Linked DNA regions of Mus musculus: region 1 is linked to region 2. A link is a contact called in public HiChIP or PLAC-seq data. All regions are on one chromosome and are shown on one strand. The core of a region is the stretch at or near the end of the contact, and the rest is flanking DNA. Distances in the headings are between cores, read along the strand shown.

Region 1 (6,850 bases), core at 1,550-4,049, 520 kb after region 2:
CACTTGAAATGCTGGGAATTTAAATATAAAACCCTTTAAGTAAAACAAACGAGCCCTTTTCAACTAAAAAAAGAAAAAAAAAAACATCAAGGTGGGTGATACCTGAGGAATAACAGCTGGGGCTGGCACCTGACTGTCATATACTTGAGCACACATGTGTACCTGCACACATGTGAACATACATAACACACGCCTCAATAAAATGTATGTTGTGGTGGGGCTGCAGAGGTGCGTCAGTGGTGAAGAGAATTTGCTACTCTTCCAGAGGACCCAAGTTTTGTTTCCATGTTAGACAGCTCCCAACTGCCTGTAACTCCAGCTCTGGAGATTTGATGCCACCTCCTGGCTTCTATGGGCATTACATTCATGTGCACAAACACACATAATCAAAGTAAAAATATACTGTGTTAAATGCATAAACATATACCATGGTCATTTATCAGATCGCCTATAGACTGCTCTGAAGGGCATTTTCTTGATTAGTGATTGATGTGGGAGGGCCCAGACCATTGTGGGTGGTGCCACCCCAGGGGAGGTGATCCTAGGTGATCTAAGAAAGCAGGCTTGAGCAAGCAGTGGGTGTAAGCCTGGTTGTCTTTGGCCTCTGCTTTAGTTCTTGCCCTGACTCTCCTCAGTCCTTGGTGACCTATCAAGTATCCTACAGATATGATGACAACTTCAGGACAGAACTGCATTTTAGACATCAACTGTGGCTTCTTTTTCACAGCTCTAATAATTTCTTCAAGGCACTGCAGGGTCTCATGTATCCCAAGATACCTCCTGCTTAGCTAGGATGCAACCAGTGTTATATGGCCCTGAAGATGGAACCCAGGGACTTTTATGCTAGGCAAGTGCTCTACCAACTGAGCTACATCCTCAGACCCTTACCTCCAATACTAAGTATTTCCCTTCTTTTCCCTAGTGGGCATTTACCTCTGCGCCAGTGTTATCGATATCCTGTAAATGAAAAAAGTTAATGATACCTTTAAAGCAGGACCATTATAATCACTACAGTGACCAGCAACCCTAAATATATTGTACTTAAAAGAATAGAGTTTGTGTTGGGCGTGGTGGCATACCTTTAATCTCAGCATTCCGGGAGGCAAAGGCAAGATCTCTTGAGTTCAAGGCCAACCTGTCCTACACAGTGAGTTCCAGGACAGCCAAGGCTATGCAGAAACTCTGTCTCAAAAAATAAAATAAAATAAAATAAAGCTGGGGGTGGCTAATAATTCAGCATTTTATCAATAATTTACCCTTAGCAACTTTTTTTTGTTTTTGTTTGTTTGTTTGTTTGTTTGTTTTTCGAGACAGGGTTTCTCTGTGTAGCCCAGACTGTCCTGGAACTCACTTTGTAGACCAGGCTGGTCTTGAACTCAGAAATCCCGCCTGCCTCTGTCTCTGCCTCCTGAGTGCTGGGATTAAAGGCGTGATCCACCACTGCCCCCGGCTACCCTTAGCAACTTTTAAGAGGTAACATAAGAATGGGGTTTTGGTTAGAACCTAAGAGTTTTCTTACTGTAGATAGGCCAGAATAGTCAGATATTACCTGGGGACAGTGAAAAATGAGAAAGGGCATGAGCTATCAAAGGTGGCAGGATCTAACTGGATTTTTACAAGGAGAACGACCAGTAGTCAGACTACAGGTTTGGCTAAGTAAAGATTCTTTGTCACAAAATGCCGGAAGTACACATCAGAAAAGAAAAAAACCAACTTCTGTAATAAACTGTGCCGGGAAAATTGGATAGCCATACATAAAAGAAGGAAACTAGATCTTAATCTCTCTTGCGTTACACAAATATCAACTCCAAATGGATTAAAGACCTTAATGTCAGAACTGAAATCCTGAAACCAAAATAGTCAAGGGCTTTCTGAATAGGGCCCTAGTTGCTCAGGATATAATACGAACAACGGACAAATGAAATGGGATTGCGTGAAGTTAAAAGGTTGTGCACAGCAAAGAAAAATTAATCAAATGAATAAGCATACAGATGGGAGAAAATCTTTGCCAATTATACACCTGATAGAGGATATCTAGAAATACTTTTTTTTGGGGGGGGGGGGGTGGAGTTTCAAGACAGGTTTCTCTATATAGTCCTGGCTGTCCTGGAACTCACTTTGTAGACCAGGCTGGCAACTCAGAAATCCGCCTGCCTCTGCCTCCCAAGTGCTGGGATTAAAGGTGTGCTCTACCACTGCTCGGCTTAGAAATACATATTTTAAAAGTCTTGAATGTGAATATAACCTAATCAATAATCTAGCGTGCCTTTCATCACCCAGTCTTCTTTCCGTTACTGTTTTTGGCTTTGGTAAGGATTGATTGTTCATCCACTTTGGGGAGTCAGACCTTGACTTTCTTAACATCCTCCCACCCACAAGCCGCTATTAGCTTCATGCGCTGCCCCGGCACCGTCAGGAGAACTCGCCACTGGACCCCCTCGCCCCACTTCTGCACGTTCTGGACTTAAGGCTGATCGGTCCGGCCGCCCGCAGGCCCTCGCCACGAACGATGAGCTGCGCCGCAGCCGAAACTGTTGCCGCAAACCCAGACCCCAGAGCATCTCGGGAAAGCGTGCCCAAGGACCGCCCTCTTCCGACCGCTCCGCTTCCCAGAGCGGGGGCCCCGATGACGCCACTTCCTCCGGAAGAGGTGTGGCGTCCGCTCGGTTGGCGCGAAAGTCGGTTCCCGGTCTTGGCCCTTCCGGGTTCTGCAGCGTTAGCTTCGGGTTGGGGGCGCCGCCGAGGGCGGGGGCTGCGCGCCGGGCTGGCGCCCGACCCCAGCCGCCGTCCTGCCGGCCGCGCGCCCCCCGACTTGGTGCCCGTGGGCCCTCGGGCTCCACCTAGGTGAGCGAGCTTCGGCTCCTCCCGGCCGGCGTGGCCGCCCGGCGCCTCTTGCGGCCTTCGCGCCTCTCCTAACCGGCGGGTGGGCCTCAGGTCCCTGGGGAGCCGCGGCCTGGACGCTCCTTTCCCTGGGAGCTGGGCCGAGCGTGCACGACCTTGCACGGTGGCTGCTTGCGTTCAGAGTTCGTTAACTTAGGAGCAAATCTTGCGGGCTGTGGGTACCCGTAGCCGCAGCGGCGCCCTGCGTCGTCTTAAGCCCCATGCAAGTGAACAGTGAGTGACTGAGGACCAAACCAAGGGTCTCAGGGGATTCAATCAGGAACGTTCATTTTGTTCTCACGTTTGCAAGGATCCGTGTCCTTTTTTTTCTTCTTCGACTTTGCCCACCTTCTGGGGCCCTTTGTAAACATCTTGAATGAATTGATGAACCAAGCCAGATAGCTATGTCTTAGGCACTCTTGTCTGCATAAGAAAATAGTTGATTTGCAGGCCGGGCGGTAGTGGCACACTCCCTTTTTTGCCAGCTTGAGTGAGGCAGAGGCCGAGCATCTCTTGAGTGCCAGGCAGACCTAGTCTACAGAGCGAATTCCAGGACTGCCAGGGCTTGTCTCAAAACTAAAAAAAAAAAAAAAAAAAACCAAAAACCCTACAAAAATAGTTGACTTGTACATTTAATTCCCTGATTGACTGACTGACTTTTGTTCTTCTTGACTGCCTTATTCTCACAGTTCAGCTATGTCCAGAAATGACCAAGAGCCGTTTCTTGTGAAGTTTTTAAAGTCTTCGGACAATTCAGAATGCTTTTTTAAAGCTCTTGAGGTAAGAATTAATGGATATGTCTTATTTGATACTTGAGCTCATTTTCATGTTTTAAATGTTTTTGCTTTGTTGGATTTTATGTCTTAGAAGTAGATAATTTTAATGAAATTTTGCTATAGCATATGCTTAATACAGATAAATCACTGCTATATAATTTTTAGTTGATGCAAGTTTACCATTATATTTTTTGGGAGGATTGAAATCTATTGTGACAATTGGATGTTAACCTACAGTTTGATCCCCTACCCCCGCCCGGTCTGTGTCTGTTTGTGTGTGTGTCTGAGCCATCTTCCCAGTCCTCTGACTTAGAGTTCCTGACTTGTTTTGTTTACTAACCCCATTGATCCTTTAAGCACTGAAAAACGGAGTCACAATGCAATAGTTTTGGTTCATTGCTTGCTCTCTCTCTTTCTCTCTGTCTCTCTCTCTCTGTCTCTCATACACACACACACACACACACACACACACACACACACACACACACATATTCATGAATGAATGAATGATGGGAGTAGTTTTGAGCTTTGCCATTCACAAACCCTAGTAATGTCCTTGTAGCTTGGGAATCTATTAGAAATGCAGAGCCTTGGGATCCCAACCCACATTTGACAATTAGAATATGCATTTTAAACAAAAGTCCCAGTGCATATTCAGGTTTGAGAAGTTAGCTGTTTTTTTTTTGTTTGTTTGTTTGTTTTGTTTTTTAAAGTTCACTCACTTAGCAATCATCAATTGAGTGTCCGTCATCTGACAGGTTTTCCTCTAGCATAATACTTGGGGTACACCAATGATCAGAACAAGCAAATATCTCTCCTCTTTCAGCATACATAGAACAGGAAATCGGTATTAATCAGGTGATAAGCAAGAAACTACACAGTATGGGGGCAGTGAAAGAGTTGAGACTGAGTCTCACAGTGTAGCCCAGACTGATCTGGAACTCTGTGCTTCTGCCTCAGTTTCCTGCATGCTGAGATTACAGGTGTGTGCCCCAAAACCTAGTACCTATGTAATGTGTTATAAGGGGTCTAGTACTGTGGGAAAATGAAAAAGAAAAAGCCAAAACAATTTAAGGTTTTCCAGAGGATGTTTGTTGGAGGAGAAAGACATGGAAGGGTTACAGCTTAAAACTGAATTTAAAAAAAAGCAAACTATTTCTCTTAAGATTATAGACTAGGGTCTTGTATAAGGTACTAGGTATCCGGATATGCTTATAAACAAAATACATCATGGAATGTTCATTTGTGTTGGTGTGTGGGGATGGTGTTTATGTGGGTGCTCTTGTGCACATGCATTCGGAATAGTATCTGCATACCACAGTACATGTGTAGATGTCAGAGGACAACTTGAAGCAGTTGGTTCTCCTTTTACCCTGAGGTTCTCAGGCTGAATGGCAGGCACTTTTACCTGATGAGCCATTTAACAGAACCAACACATTCCTTCTCACAGGGAAGAAATAAAACTATGTACATTTACAAAAAGAACCATTTTTTTTTCCTTCATAAAATGTAGTCAAGTGGTAGAGGGAGTGTAGTTAGAAAGCAGGATGACCATGGGAATATTGCTTAGTGGTAGTTGTATAGTGTGCATAAAAACCTGGTTTTAGTTCCCGGTGCTGCAAAGCAAACCCACCGTGGTATCTAGAAAGATCTAGACAGGTATCTCTAGGAAGTGACAGTGAAGCAGGCGTTATTGCAGTGAAGAACCACTTCCAATGAAAGCTTAAGAAAAGAGTAGCTCCTGTAGTAGGACCAGAAGCAGAACCGCTTAGTAGGTCATTAGTATCTTCCAGGTGTACGGTTTGGGGATGACTGGAATTAGCCAGGAAGGTGGATGTAAAGATGAGACTTGAGATAAGTGAGGGCTAAATTTTATGATTTTGTAGTCATGAAGTTGTATGGTGCTGATGCATCTTTAATCCCAGCTCTTGGGAGGCAGAGAGATCTCTATGAAATGGAGGCCAGCCTGGACTACGGAGTTAAGTTCCAGGACAACCAAGGCTACACAAAGAAACCCTGAATGGGGGGCGGGGGGGGGGGGGGAAGAATTGGGACTGATCCATGTGCCCTTTCTTTTTGTCCAGTGGTTCATTTCTGCTATATTCCTCAGTTTCTCTCCATCTTATTTTTTTGAGATAAATTTCTCACTGTTGTAGAGCCCACTGATTTGCTAGACTGGTTGGCCAGGGATCTGGTGGGCTCCAGTCTCTGGCACCCACCCCACTGCCCAGTATTGGGATTGTGAGTCCATGCCTCCACACTAGGCTTTTTACATGGGGCCAAACTCAGATGCCCAAGCTTACACTGCAGGCATTTTACCCACTGAACCCTCTGCTCAGCTCCTGGGTGGTTTCTTTAAAAGGATTACTAACTGTGAAGAATAGAGAGGAGACCAGTTCAGAGGCTTCTGCATGGGTCTAGGTGAGAAGCATGCATGGGTCTAGGTGAGAAGCTTTATTTAATAAGGAAAGGGCTGGGTTTGAAATTAGCTCTGAGCACTTAGTAGGACTTAAATTTAGGGTACTAATTTCTACTACAATCTTACTTGTTTTTTCTTTCAGTCAATAAAGGAATTACAATCAGAAGATTATCTTCAGATTATTACAGATGAGGAAGCATTGAAGATAAGAGAGAATGACAAATCGCTTTATATCTGTGACCGTTTCAGTGGCACTGTTTTTGATCACCTTAAACAGGTTTGCTGTTTCTAGAATACTTATTTGCTCTTTCACCCTCTCTTTTAATCTGTGTGTACCTGTGCTTGTGTGTGATGTGTCTGTCTGTCTGTGTGTGTGTACATGCATGCGTGTGTAGGGTCTCATTCTTCATGAAAACTATCATGAGTGCTACGAGTACCTTGGGATTCTTTGGGCTTGGGGTTCTTAGATATCTGAGCTGCTTTATTGGCTGTTGCTTTTTTGAAAAGCATACTTGAATGTTTCTCAGTTGTTATAGCATAAGATTATTGCATTAAGATTGTATTTCTTGGGAAAGGTGCCCTAGTGGTTCAGGGCACGTACTTCAAGGGATCTGAATTTGATTCACAGCACCCATGTCAGGTGGCTCATGACTGCTTATAATGCCGGTTCCAGTACCTCCAACTCCAGGTTTATCTGTACAAAATGTGTGTATACCTACATAAGGATACATACATACATACATACATACATCATATAATTTAAAATAATAAAAAG
Region 2 (7,059 bases), core at 147-2,646:
GAGGAAGGCCCTCCCACTGAACAGGGATAGGAAGTGCACGGTAAACTAGGGTAGAGCTGGAAAAGCCCCACCAAGCAAGCCGAAGAACATGCTCGGGTGAACACGCTCGGGTGAACATGTGTCGACTCCTTTTCTTCAAGCCTCTTCCTTTCTGTACCAGGTGCCAGACGGTCCCGAGGCAGAACAAAGCCACAGAAGACAGCTGATATGAAAGGCTTTAGCCTTCATAGAACCAAAGTCCCCTTGGGTCATGGTTCGAGTGTCTGTACCTTGACTGCCAGGAACAGTCTTCAGAGTCCAGTTACCCGGGTCCTTGGCCCCAGACAAACTCCAAGAGTTGATAAGATAGGAAGGTCGTCTTCTTGGCTGTGGCACACACTTCCTCAGCCCTGGCCTGATTTTGCTTGCATCCCCGCTGTGACATGAGCAAGCACGCATGTCACATGTCACGAGCTGCTGTTAAGGTCAAGGCTCGGGGACCTTTGATATTACCTCAAGCTCATCAGAAATGAGAGACCTGCTATTGTTTCAAAAGGTTTGACAAGCTTGAATTTGGATGGTACACCTTGTCAGCACTGTCCTCGGTTCAGTGTCATTGCGTAGCTGAGAGGTCGGACAGGCACGGGAGTGATATCTTAGGCATTTTTCCAAGCTCGAATGCAGGTACTGGCGACACTGCATTCGGGCCCTCATTTCTGAAGATGCTTAAACACCCCTCCCCCACTTCCTTCCGTGAGGACTCCTTTAGTTACTTTGTGACACCCAGTCCTTCCAGTAAGTAGAAAGGGTGTATGCAATAGAATTCTGGTTACAGGGAGGTGACTCCACCGTCCTTCCACGCTCACTATATAGCATGCACTCTGCTGACCTTGTGACACAGGACCTCAGAAAGCATCAGTGCCAGTCTGGATAGCAAAGGTGTTTTGTTTTTTGAGACGGGGGTGGGGGGGGTGGGGTGGGGGGTGTGCCTCTCACATTTCTATCTCTAAAACTAACACAGTAAATACGTAAGTAAATGTTATACAATGTTCTTTCTCTTGCCCTTAACAGATCATTTTGCATACCCCCCAATTTGGAGATCATTGACATGGCTGGAATCTTCCTAGCCAAGGACACACATCTCTGAGAGCCCGCATTTCTCTCTCAAGAAGGGAACACACACACACACACACACACACACACACACACACACGTATTTAAAAAAAAACCAAAAACAAACAAACAAACAAAACACCTCAAAACCATTTGAGTAGGTCTCTACAACACAAAGAAACTCTGTCCTAGGAGAAAAAGTCGTGCTTCTACTTCTGGATCTGGGAAGCCACACTCCCATTATTCTGGGTCGGGTAGGTCCCAGACTGGGGGAAGGGAAGGTGGAGAGGGCACCAGGGCGTCTGAATTTGTGGAATTCCTTTGGACTCACTGGCAGTTCTCAAACTGCGTTCCTGGAGGGATAGTGGCTGTGTTGTTGGCCTGAGCATGGGGAAACAGCGGCCCCTGGTGGTGAAGTTATGAAATGCTCTCCAGGCACCGATTAGTAAGTCTTGAGTTTGTCTGGGGCCAAGTAAGTCTTAGTAAGGCTATCACGAGACATCTTGTCCTTCCAAACTCTGTAAGCACTTTCAGAGAGGCTCAAATGTCCTGAAAGATTAAAAAATGAGGGAACCATTTGTTGCTGTGCTCCCCGGTGGCTATCCTCGTAGCCTTGAGAGGTGTCGGAGCTTTTGAGGTTACTAATGTCAGCTACTCTGTGCCAGGAAGTGTTCACACAATCAGGCTGGAAGGTGTCCATGGTGAGGCTAGGGGCTCCTGCCAGCTTGAAGCCCCTCCTCCTCATGCCCCCTTCCTCCCTAGGGATTCTTTGCTCCCCCACCCATTGCCTCTCACCCTCTCATTTAGCTGAGCTGGTTTCTTGTTTTTGTAATAGTGGGTCTTGAACCCAAGTCCTCACACATGTTAGGCGAGCACTCTGGCATTGAGCTATGCCTCCTGCCCCCCCCCCCAAACTCACATTTAGCTTGCTTATCTCTCCACTAAAGCAGAAACCATCAGGACTCACATAGCCTTGCACTGAAATACAAGAGGACTACATAATTGCTCCTGCTTGGTTTCTGTTTTTTTGGTAGCTTGGAAGACAAACCCGCTACACTGTGACCATTTTCTTTTGGAAAGGTCTGATGTAGCCATTCCGCTCCGGCATGGACTGGGGTAGAGAATAGGCAAAGAACCACCCATTCCAAAAAAAGAAAACATGATTTCCAAAGAAATGCCCTGAAGCCAATTGATCTCCAAAGCCCATCTCCTTGGATGCTTGTGAATGCTTTTCCTTTTAGGGTTAGAGGACTGAAAACGGCTCACCCTTTCCCTGCCTTTTTCCTCCCAGGGACATGAGGACTGTCTCTCTTGGCTCCGACCTTTCAGGGAGGAGAGACGCAAAGGCTGTGGTAAACCCATGGACAAAGGATTTTTATGAGCTCAAAGGTGTTTCCAATTTCTTTTCTTCTTATTTTTTTAAGATTTATTTATTATTATACATAAGTACACTGTAGCTGTCTTCAGACGAGCCAGAAGAGGGCATCAGATCTCATCATGGGTAGTTGTGAGCCACCATGTGGTTGCTGGGATTTGAACTCAGGACCTTTGGAAGAACAGTCAATGCTCTTAACCACTGAACCATCTTGCCAACCCTCCAATTTCTTTTAGACTAGACATTAAACACCATTAACTCCAGGACAAGTGCAGGTACAGACACCATAATGGGCTAGTGATTCCACTAAGTATGTCATGTATTTATGTTGAAAAAAAAGGGGGGGGATAATTTGGCTTAGCGGTGGTGGTGGCCTTTAATGCCAGCACTTTGGAGGTAGAGGCAGGCAGATCTCTGTGAGTTCAAGGCCAGCTTGGTCTACAGAGGGAATTGCAGGATAGCCAGGCCTACACTAAGAAACAGAACCATCCCACTCCACCCCCAAAAGAAAAAAGTGTAATAGTTTAGCCAAAACTTGGAGACAAAACTATCCCAGTAGGACCAAGGGACCAGCCGTGAGATAAGGAAGAGGTGTGAATGCTAACTCTTTCCCTCTTTCTTCCTTTCTTTTTAAAGATTTATTCATTTACTTTATGCATATAGGTGCTCTATCTGCTTGTACACTTGCATACCAGAAGAGGGCATCGAGATCTCATTACAGACCGTTGTGAGCCACCATGTGGTTGCTGAGAATTGAACTCAGGGCCCCTGGAAGAGCAGCCAGTGCTCTAAACTGCTGAGCCATCTCTCCAGCCCCTCAACCCTTATTTTCTAGTAACAGAAGCTAAGAGATAACATGTGGGGGTCTGGAGAGTCAATTGTGACCAAGCCTGGTGACTTGAGTTTGGTCACCATGAGCTGTATTTACTTTAATTATTAGAAAATGAGCTTTTCAGATACTTCTTTGATTTTTTTTCCAAACATAATAATTTAGAATCTTAAAGAAACCAGTAAAACGTGTCAATGTTGATAGACATTTTCAGAATAAAAAGACCCAAAGCTGGGAGGTGAGGGCAGGAGATGAAGAAGACTCAGACCAGTCCAGACTCTAAGCTAGGGCGAACATGTGAAACTCATTGTGAATGTATCCTTTATTCAGCTAGCTAAGGTAATTGCCATCTAGGGGGTGTACTGCTTCTGTGTGCTAACCTAGGCCTGCTCCTGTAAGCTTCTAGCCTCTATACAATCTTCTTACCTAGGCCTATAATGTTTTTGGCCTCTGAGACTTGCTGCTGAATAAGTTCACCCTTTCTTCTTGTAACTGAGCTCATATACAGACCAGTTCAACTCAGCTGTACTGGCTCAAATGCCTCTCCAAGCTGACTGATTCAATCTGGCTTCTCTCAGTTTCTCCTGACTTGCTCTGCTTGGCATCAAACAAACTCTAGCAATCTGTCCTGATCTTCTGGCTCCTTCTCACTCTTTCTCTAACCTGTCTCTGTACAACTGTCCCAGTAAAACTGTCTTCTTTTCTCCCGTTCTCTCGGACGCTCTCTTTTAAGGAGCTCCCCTTTCCTGTCTTCTCCTGAGAGTTGGGCACATCCTATTCTGTCAAATCTTTCTCTGATTCGTCACTTTGTCTGCCACTCAATTAGACATCACTTTCAAACATGGGTGCTCCTTTCTACAATCTAATCTTACCTTTACTGGTTGGAATTAAAGGTGTTTATTAAGGGCATATCTGTGTTCTAGCCAGAGGGATTAAAAATGTGTGTCAAGGGCTGAGCCATATCACAACTAGGAATAGGTTTTTAAGTAAATAACCATCCTGGGTCCACAGTGTGATCAAATATCCTGCACCAATGTATACTTTGTGATTCTACTTATTTTATTTTTAAAATTTATTTCTTCGCTATGTATACATTTATCTGCATGGATTTATGTGCTGTGCACCATGTGTGCTGCACATGTGTGCAGGTGCTGGTGAGGCCATTGGATCCCCTGGAACTGGAGCTGCAAGCAATTGTGAGCTGTCTGATGTGGGAGGAGGAACCCAACCCAGGTCAATGGAAGAGCAGTCAGTGCTCTTAATCACGAAACCATCTCTGCAGCTACAGTGGGAAAAGTGAGCAATGCACACCAGTGTAAACATCTTCACCTGCCTAGATGCCCACAGAACCAGAGAGCCCAGTGCTGCCTGTGGGGAGGGGCTGTGCATGAAGAGTCAGAAGAGCTGTGTCCTTCATCTCAGACCAGAGGAATCCTTTCACTCTTTTCAAGGTAACAACATGAAGAACATAAAATGACATCCTCCAGATGGTGGTACTTTGAGTTCATCATAATTTTCTTAAAATCATCTGCACTAAGCAAAAAAGAAAAGAAAAGTCTTAGCCTTGTGTTTTATTTATTTATTTTTATACTTTTTGTTTGTTTGTTTGTTTTTCGAAACAGGGTTTCTCTGTGTAGCCTTGGCTGTCTTGGCACTCACTTTGTAGACCAGGCTGGCCTCTAACTCAGAAATCCGCCTGCCTCTGCCTCCCAAGTGCTGGGATTAAAGGCATGCACCACCACTGCCTGGCTTTTATACTTTTTAAATTACATTGATTTATTTACTTCGTGTTGGGGGAGATGTGCATGTGTCATGACTTATGATTGAAGGCCACAGAGCAACTTGAGGGACTTGGTTCTCTCTTTCCACCATGTGGGTCCTGGGAATTGAACTCAGGTCACCATGCTTCAAGCTCCCTCCTCCACTGAGCCATCTTGCTGGCCCCAGGCTAGTGTGGTTTTAAGGGTCCTCTGAGTGCAACAGAGACTAGTACAGAACACTCTTGTGTATCTGGGTGAGATTTCAGAACTCAACGGGGAATGTGCACACGATTCCAGGAAACAAACAAATAAACAAACAGGTCAAATACATATACGAGAGTGAGAGCCACCTTGATGACAAATTTTGTAACAGTAGGCTGCTACAGACAACAAAGCACAGTTTTCCAAGTTTTGGAAGAAACTTAAATTGAATCTGAAACTTGATAGTCAAATTTCTAACCATCACGAAGAGCAAATAAATTTTCTGAAACCCCATGAGTCAGACAATCTACCCTCTCCTTGCTTATGAAGAAATTACTCCAGGGGCTGGAGAGGGGTGAAGAGCCCTGGCTGCTCTTGCAGAGGACCCCAGCTCTACTCCCAGCATCCACATGCAGGCTCACAACCATCCATAACTCCAGTTCCAGGGCATCCAATACCTTCTGACCTCAGCAGGCGCCAGGCACACAAATGGCACACAGAATAAAACATTAAAACAACCCATTCAAAAAAGAACAGCCCAAGAGTTCGTAGATGGAAGCTGTATATGAGGATAAATATTAAAGTGAGAACAAAGATGAGTTGGTACTTGTTTGGACTGTGGTACTTGGGATATTCTTTGATCTGCAGATACTTAATAATAACCAGGGTTGTTTGTTTGTTTGTTTTGTTTGCCACAGGCCTTACTCTGGACTCACCATCTTCCTTTTGGAGTGCTAAGATTACCTGCATGACCACCATACTTAGTGTCTTAGTTTGGGTTTTATCGCTATGAAGAGACACCATGACCAGGACAACTCTTATAAAAGAAATTGGAGCTGGCTTACAGTTTCAGGTGTTTAGTTCATTAACATCATGGGGAGAAGCATGGTGGTATGCAGGCAGACATGGTGTTAGAAAAGGAAGTGAGAGTTCTACAGATGATCCACAGGCAGCAAAAGGAGATTATGTATCATTCTGGGTGTAGCTTGAGCGTAGGAGACCTCAGAGCCCACCCCACAGTGACACACTTCCTCTACAAGGTCTCTGTTGTGTTAGAATCACGGCTTGTCCGGACAGATCACAGCAGGTCAGTAAGTTCCACAGGAGAGAGGTTTATTGGGGGATGGGGGAGGACAAAAGAGGGCAACAAATATGATGAGGGAAAGAGAGCAAAGGTCAGGAGTGGTCTGCCTTTTATTTGGGTTGTGACGTAACAGCTTGCAGGTAAAGGTGGGAGGTGGGTGGACCAGATGGACACTAGGAATGTACAGTGATTGCTATGGCAACAGATGTGCAGGTCCCTGTTGCTTAGTGACCTGCAACTGTAAAAGCCAGTTTCTGAAGCCAACAGCCACGCCTCCTTCAACAAGGTCACACCTCCTAATAGTGCCACTCCCTCCCGATAGGCCAAGCCTTCAAACACAGTCTGTGTGGGCCATTCCTATTCAAACAACCACATATAGCTTAAGATTGCCACCACCCCCCTTGTTTCACATATATGTGTGTGTGTTTGTATATGTATGCAGGTACAAGTTCATGTGTGTGTAAGTGTGTGTGAAAATTAGAAGTTGATGTCAGACATCTTCTTCAACTGCTCTCCACCTTTTAAAAAGAATTAAGGTTTATTACATTTTCATTTTCATTTATGTTGGTATGGCATTTGTGTGTGTGTAGCATCCGATCTCCTGAAACTACAGCTACAGAGAGTTGTACGCCATCAACATGGATGCTGGCATCTGAATGCTGGGACCTTCTGGAATGGCAGCAAGGGCTGTAACTGCTGAGCCATCTCATCTCTCTAG

What was found. HiChIP or PLAC-seq counts read pairs in DNA pulled down with a chosen protein or histone mark.
Region 1: an H3K27ac HiChIP or PLAC-seq map of the NIH/3T3 cell line shows a contact between it and region 2, with 4 times the contacts expected there. The contact joins the promoter of Topbp1 here to the enhancer-like site in region 2. A contact is called at or near these places in 1 of 39 promoter capture datasets (the 3T3-L1 cell line), 5 of 484 Hi-C or Micro-C datasets (embryonic fibroblasts, embryonic stem cells, nephron progenitors and 1 more) and 2 of 115 datasets of contacts at active chromatin or transcription factors (the NIH/3T3 cell line and embryonic stem cells).

What each region holds. Positions count from the first base shown.
Region 1 is chr9:103,302,528-103,309,377 of GRCm38.p6, forward strand. It overlaps Topbp1 (topoisomerase (DNA) II binding protein 1), which reads left to right and starts at 2,800. Exons shown (of 28, transcript NM_176979.5): 1 at 2,800-2,844; 2 at 3,570-3,660; 3 at 6,218-6,352. The coding sequence starts at 3,577.
Region 2 is chr9:102,783,080-102,790,138 of GRCm38.p6, forward strand. No RefSeq gene overlaps it. Among named protein-coding and RNA genes, the nearest start is that of Gm46151, 8.0 kb to the left of the region's middle. Within about 2 kb of position 1,397, at least 90 of the 459 cell types and tissues checked have an H3K27ac peak or open chromatin away from gene starts, as enhancers often do. A contact at or near this core is called in the NIH/3T3 cell line and embryonic fibroblasts, where this site is marked.